Regions from separate parts of the Mus musculus genome. Here region 2 is linked to region 1. Evidence: chromatin contacts called from public Micro-C data. All regions are on one chromosome and are shown on one strand. The core of a region is the stretch at or near the end of the contact, and the rest is flanking DNA. Distances in the headings are between cores, read along the strand shown.

The links. A called contact is a pair of places that touch in the nucleus more often than the background predicts.
Region 2: a Micro-C map of the G1E-ER4 cell line shows a contact between it and region 1. The contact joins the promoter of Gng5 here to the enhancer-like site in region 1. A contact is called at or near these places in 2 of 484 Hi-C or Micro-C datasets (both in the G1E-ER4 cell line) and 2 of 115 datasets of contacts at active chromatin or transcription factors (bone marrow-derived macrophages and extraembryonic endoderm stem cells).

Annotation. Positions count from the first base shown.
Region 1 is chr3:145,962,528-145,965,644 of GRCm38.p6, forward strand. No RefSeq gene overlaps it. Among named protein-coding and RNA genes, the nearest start is that of Gm35352, 23 kb to the right of the region's middle. RefSeq lists an enhancer at 1,572-2,402. Within about 2 kb of position 1,679, at least 113 of the 459 cell types and tissues checked have an H3K27ac peak or open chromatin away from gene starts, as enhancers often do. A contact at or near this core is called in the G1E-ER4 cell line, bone marrow-derived macrophages and extraembryonic endoderm stem cells, where this site is marked.
Region 2 is chr3:146,498,300-146,501,416 of GRCm38.p6, forward strand. Gng5 (guanine nucleotide binding protein (G protein), gamma 5) reads left to right here and starts at 1,537. Exons shown (of 3, transcript NM_010318.2): 1 at 1,537-1,721. The coding sequence starts at 1,641. It overlaps Spata1 (spermatogenesis associated 1), which reads right to left and starts at 1,494. Exons shown (of 15, transcript NM_001316756.2): 1 at 1,356-1,494.

The DNA of each region.
Region 1 (3,117 bases), core at 429-2,928:
ATTCAAAGCCAGAACCTCATGCTCGCAGAACTAGCGTTCTAACCCACCGCATCTGCTGGAATTTCGTCTAAGCTCCGCCCACAGTTACCTGGCAACAGCCAGGTGTGCCTGACTCATATAAAAGGGGCTGCTTGTCACAACCTCACTCTGTTGCTCTCTTCTCTTGCTTCCTTTCTCTCTCTCTCTCTCTCTCTCTCTCTCTCTCTCTCTCTCTCTCTCTCTCCACTCTCTCCCTCTCTCTTCCTCTCTCTCCCTCTCCTCCCCTCCCCACGCCCTAAATAAATTCTATTCTATACTATGGTATCCCAGGGGGAAGGGACGCCTCAGCATAGGCCCGCCAAGGCACCCCCTTACCCCAACACCATACGGAGCCTGTTACCAAATACCCCTTCTTCTTAATCTTTTTATAAAACACATCTTCACACCTGCGAATTCTGTTATGTTACTTTATTTGTTTCAGATTTTGCCTTTTTTAAGACAAAGTTTCACTCAGTAGCTCAGACTGGCTTGGAAGTTGCTACCAATTTTCGGCACTCCTCCTGCCTCAGTTTCTAAAGAGAGGGCCTGAGGCCTCAGAGCATTGTTTGTTGAGACATTGGTCTCCTGTCCCAGGCCTTCCTCTGACTCCCGGTGGAGCCGAGGATGAACTGTAGAGGACGAACTGTAACTCTTTGCTGCCTTCCTCTTGACCTCCAAGTGTTGGAATTACAGGCATGCACCTCCCGGCCTGGCTTTCTGTACTGCTGGGGAATGGAACGCAAGCTTTCTAAATGCTCCATCGCTACCCAGCCACGTAAAACTGAGCTGTGTCCTCCGCGCTGGGGATTTTTCTCTTGAGTTCATACACTTCTTTTAACCAAGTTGAAGCCCTGACTATTGAAGACAAGCTAAATAACTGCGAACGACTCCGCTTTACACGGAAGCGGTGCCATCATCAGCCAAGGACAATCACAGGTGTAAGCAGAAATGGAATAAACCCCGACAGACTGAAGACACAGAGACAACAGACCAGCAAGCGGTGCCTACCGGGAGCAAGCGGTGCCTGCCCGGGTTCCTCTTCCCCTGGGCTCCCTCACTCCAGCCCTGCCAACACTATCTACCCACGCAGACTTTGTACTCTTTCTGTTCGAGGTTCCAAGAAACCCTTCCTTAGGTGTTTAGTATGCCTCAACTACCTCTTTCCCGGTGACCAGGAGTTTTGGAAAGTCTAGACTCAGCAGCACTTTGAGGGGCGCCTCGCTCGTCCCTGGGGGAGAGTGTGCTAAGGAGCTATGGATGATCAGTCAGCCCCAACATCTGGGCTTCCAGTGTACCCCGCAGCTCCCGTTCTTCTAGACCATTGGCTCTCGGCCTCCCTAACGCTACAGCCGTTCAACACAGTTCCTCATGTTGTGGTGACCCCCCCAACCATAAAATTATTTTGTTGCTAATCCATAACTGTAAATGTACTAGTGTTATGAAGCATAACGTAGATATCTGATATGCAGGATATCTGATAGGCGATCCCTGTGAAAGGGTCGTTCGCGACCACAGCGGGCTCGCAACCCACAGGCTGAGAACCACAGCTCTAGCTAGCTGCCTGCCTCATTTCCTCATGGGCTGTGGGTTGCACAGTCATTTGCTCTCTGACCTAGTCTAAATCAAGAGGGAAGAACATCCATGGGACTTCAAAAATGGGATCTGCAACAACTCCCGAATTGTGAAACAGCAGTGCTTTGCCACACTGTCCAAACTGCATTGAGGGCTGCAGAGACCTTCAGTCTCTGGTGACGCAACCGGTCAGCAAACAATAGCTGCTTCCAAGCCGGATAAGCATATGTAAATCTGTAAATCATACTAGACTACTAGAAAGCAAAGAATTGCGGTGCATCTTTCTTTAATAAAAGTTATTTTCCAAAGCTCTCTGTCATGATTGGTTAAATGCACATTTTCAAACCAGAGTTTTGGTTTGTTTTTTGTTTTTTGTTTTTCATTTCATGGCTTGGAAAATTCCAGTGGCCCTCTGCAGTTTCCTTATTGACAGGAGCTATCAGGCTTCCCAAGAGGGTCTTATCTGCCAGCACCAGCCGCTCCTGCCAAGCTGCCAGACAGGTTCAGTGGGATTACACAGCTGCCTGCCTGAGCGCTGCGGGCCAGAAGGAACTCCTAGCTCTTTCCTTTCCCGGCCTGCAGGCTTTGACCTGTAAGGAGGTGCCTGAACAGTCTAATCTGTCACCCAAGTATGCCGGAGCAGCCGTAGTAATGCCCTTTATTACGTGGCTTAGCATTGCTCCCAAGGCTCGTATTAGGAGTTGCTTGTATAAATCGCCGCACTGGAAGCTATGCCTGGTATTTCTATAAAACCCTTTCAAGACATGATCTAATGATTCAGTTTATTTATAGCAACCAATAGGAACAAGACCTTTCCTTTTTTTTTTTTTTTTAAGAGAAAACAGTTTTCTTTTCTTCTTTTTTTCTTGGAAATTTTCTTTATTTACATTTCAAATGTTATCCCCTTTCCTGGTCCACACCCCCGCCCCCAACTCCAGAAATTTCCTCTCCCATGCCCCCTCCACCTGCTTCTATGCGAGTGTTCCTCCACACACCTACCCACTCCCACCTCCCAGCCCTCAGTTCCCCTACACTGGGGCATCTATTGAGTCTTCATAGGACTAAGGACCTCTCCTCCCATTGATGCATGACAAAGCCATCCTTTGCTACATATGCAGCTGGAGCCATGCATACTCCTTGGTTTAGTCCATGGGAGCTCACAGGGGTGGGGTGGGGGGTGTCTGGTTGGTTGATATTGTTTCCTATGGGTTTGCAACCCCCTTCAGATCCTTCAGTCCTTTCTCTGACTCCTCTATTAGGGACTCAGTCTAATGATTGGCTGTGAGCATCAACCTCTGTATTTGTAAGGCTCTGGCAGGGCCTCTCAGGAGACAGATATCTCAGGCTCCTTTCAGTATGCACTTTTTGGCATCCACAATAGTGTCTACATTTGGTAACTGTATATGGGATGAATTCCCAGGTGGGACAGTCTCTGGATGGCCTTTCCTTCAGTCTCTGCTCTACACTTTAGCTCCATATTTGCTCCTGTGAGTATTTTGTTCTCCTTTTAGAAGGACCCAAGCACCC
Region 2 (3,117 bases), core at 287-2,786, 540 kb after region 1:
TAGCTCAATAGTTTGGGGAAAAGAAAACAATAAACTTTCTGAGACTAAGACAAATTTGTTTATTCCTCAACATTTCCTTAATAATGGGTTCTGTACCATGTAAAATCTTCTTTGAAATGTCTTCCAGCACATTCCATAGTTCTTAAGTATTATTGTAACTAATATAAAGTAGAACTTTAAGTTACACGTTAATCTTAGAAATCTGCATTTTAGCATACATTACAGGTAACAAGGCACAAAGTAAAATATTTGTGTTACATTTTGCATTAATTAATTTATTTTGGAGGCACAAGCCTTTAATCACAATGCTTGGAAGGCTGTGGGTTTCGAGGCCAGCCTGGTCTACATGGAGTTTCAGGCCAGCCAGAACTACAAAGTGAGACCCTGTCTCAAACAATATGGTTTGTTCGTTCACTTTTTAAATTATGTATTAATTAATGTACGTGTGTGAATGCAAACGTTCCCAGACTCCAGTGAGGGTGACAGTAGCCCAGGACTTGGTGCTTTTGAGTTGCCCAGTGTGGGTGGTGGGAAGTGTGACCTTAGGTCCTCTGCACGAGGGCTCAGTTCCCCAGTCCTCTAACTGCCATCTTCCAGCCTCAGTTTTCGTATTCTTTACACATATAATTTCATTTCGTTTCATTTTTTTTTTCCAAGAAATCCAGGGAGCGTTTTAACTTCGGCAGTTTAAACGGCTTGCCCAAGCACACCAGGGCTAAATTCAAACCCAAGTTTCTTAGATGGTCACTGTTAAGGACTGGGTAAAACCCCAAACTGATATTAACTGCTCAGTAACGCGATGTGTTGGCCCAGAGCAAACCATGTCATTTTTCTCAGTATCCCAAAGAAACAGCACTCACGACGAACCTCCTGTTTAGAGATGTTAGGTCTCAACAGGACTAATTTAAATCTTACTAAACTTTTGAGTCCTTCTGAAAACCCCTCTGGGGTTCATCAGTTACAAGCACGAAGTCAGCAATTACAGGGACATCAAAAGAGCAAACGATCCCCGAACGCGAACGCTTTATTTTTTAAAAAAGCACGGGGGACAGATTCCAGAAAGACAGGGCTAACAGGAAGCTGTGCGGGGCGGCTCGCACCTCTCGGCGACAGGCCAGCCTCCGACCGTCCAGGGTCCCGCGGCCCGGGTCCGTTACGGCGCCCTGGGCCCCGGGCTGGGCGAGCTGCGGCCGGCGCCGCCGGTTCACCCGAGGGCGCCTCACACAGGGCTGAGCTGGCGGGACTTGGGACGTGTCACGGACGCCCCGAGGCAGCGCGGCCACGTCCCTCACCCCGCCGTCGGTCGCGGACCTCCCTCCCCGCGCTCCCGAGTCCGCCCCGGGGCGTCCTCTTACCTCGCCCTACCCAGCCCCTCCAGAGGCGGAAGGCGCCGGCCGGGCGTCGGGCCGCACCGCCCCCGTCGCCACCGCGCCCACCGGCCGCTCCGCCCCTTCTCTCTCTCTCGCGCGCGCGGGGGGAGCCCGCGGCCGTCCCGGGGGGAGGGGGAGGGGGCGTCGGCGCGCATGCGCGGCGCGCACAGCCCCGGAAACTTCGACGAAGTTCGGAGCCCCGCCCCCGCCGTCCCGCGACCTGCCGCCCCCTGCCCGGACTGACGAGTCGGCCCGGCTGTCCCGAGCGCCATGTCGGGTTCTTCTAGCGTCGCCGCCATGAAGAAGGTGGTCCAGCAGCTCCGGCTGGAGGCCGGGCTCAACCGCGTGAAGGTGAGCGGGCGTGGGCGGGCGGTGGGCCCCGGGGTTGGGGGGAAGCGCGAGCCGACACGCGGCTCCTCTGGCCGGGCTGTGGGCCGAGGGCGAGGAGGGGGCCCGCCCTTCCGCCGCCCGCCGACTCTCGGCGGCCCCGGCGGGTCTCGCCAGCGACTTCCGTCTCGCACGTCTCACCCAGGCTCACTCCCAGCCCTCGTCCTTTGAACACACACGAGTCCGCCTGGGTAGCTCCGGATGGCGGCCTGATGAGCAACTTTTGTTTGCGGATCGTCCCGGGAGTCTCCGGACTCCACCTTTGTGGGGGTCCAGCCTCGAACAAAGAGGTGTTTGCAGCAGACGCCGCGGCGTGCTCGGCTGACCTTGCTGGGGTGTCTGTTTACCCGAGAAACCGCTGGCCGCTGGCCTGGGAGCTTGCGGTCTGGTTGGGGGGTCGGGTCTTGGGCTGTTGACTTTTAGGGAAAGGCTGTCCTTGTTGGTAGACAGCTAGGCATTCAGACGCTTTGGCTCTAAGGACCGTTTGGTTTATTTTTTTCAACTCCTAAACGGATTTGGCCTCTTTCTGACGTAATAGGTCGGGTTACATGTGAAACACTTCCCGGTGATTATAAAAAGAAACAAGAATATAAGTCGCCTTGCTAGACCCTGCCAGTTTCCAAGGTGATTTGATTTTATATTCAGCAGGCTAGTCCTTATTTCTAACGTGCTTTTGGAGAAGGCTTCTATTTAGCTTTCTTCTCAAGTAGAAATGTCAGAGACTGCTCAACTTCCTTGTGGTAACCATAGGAGGAGGGTAGGGAGACGCCCAATCAGTCTTGGTTTGGACTCTAATCATATTCTCACTTTTCATCCAAGTGACTTAGTCTTGGCCAGATTAGAGCTCTGAAATTTGAAGTGATCTATTGATCATCATCATTCATATATAATAACTGTCATAAAGTAGGCCAGGAAGGAAAAAAATAGTGGGTTGGGGGAGGAAATAAAGACAGGTACGTGTAGTAATTACAGTGGCGGTACTTAACCCTGGTGGCCCAAAGCAGTGAGCTAGCTCCCAGAGGAGGACTTCCTTTTCTTTGAAAACCCTACCTGCTCTGTGGCTACCTCCTAGCTTCTCTTGCCTTGCGTCCTAATTCTTCTGAAGGCTTCTCACTGGGATGACTCGAGCCACCACAGACAAACAGGTTTTTGAAGTTTCCATGGCAAGGCTCATCTCACTTGGGAATGTTACATGTCTAATCTAGGTTCCTAAATTAGGTTAGGTGCCATTTGATATCATCCATGTACCACACCTATGCTAGGTGCTTTTTGTGTGTGACATTTTAAAGCTAGCATAAACTTACTATTGTATTCGTTTAGGTGGTAATTACAAGTGCTTTTTTTTACCAAACTCTCAGGT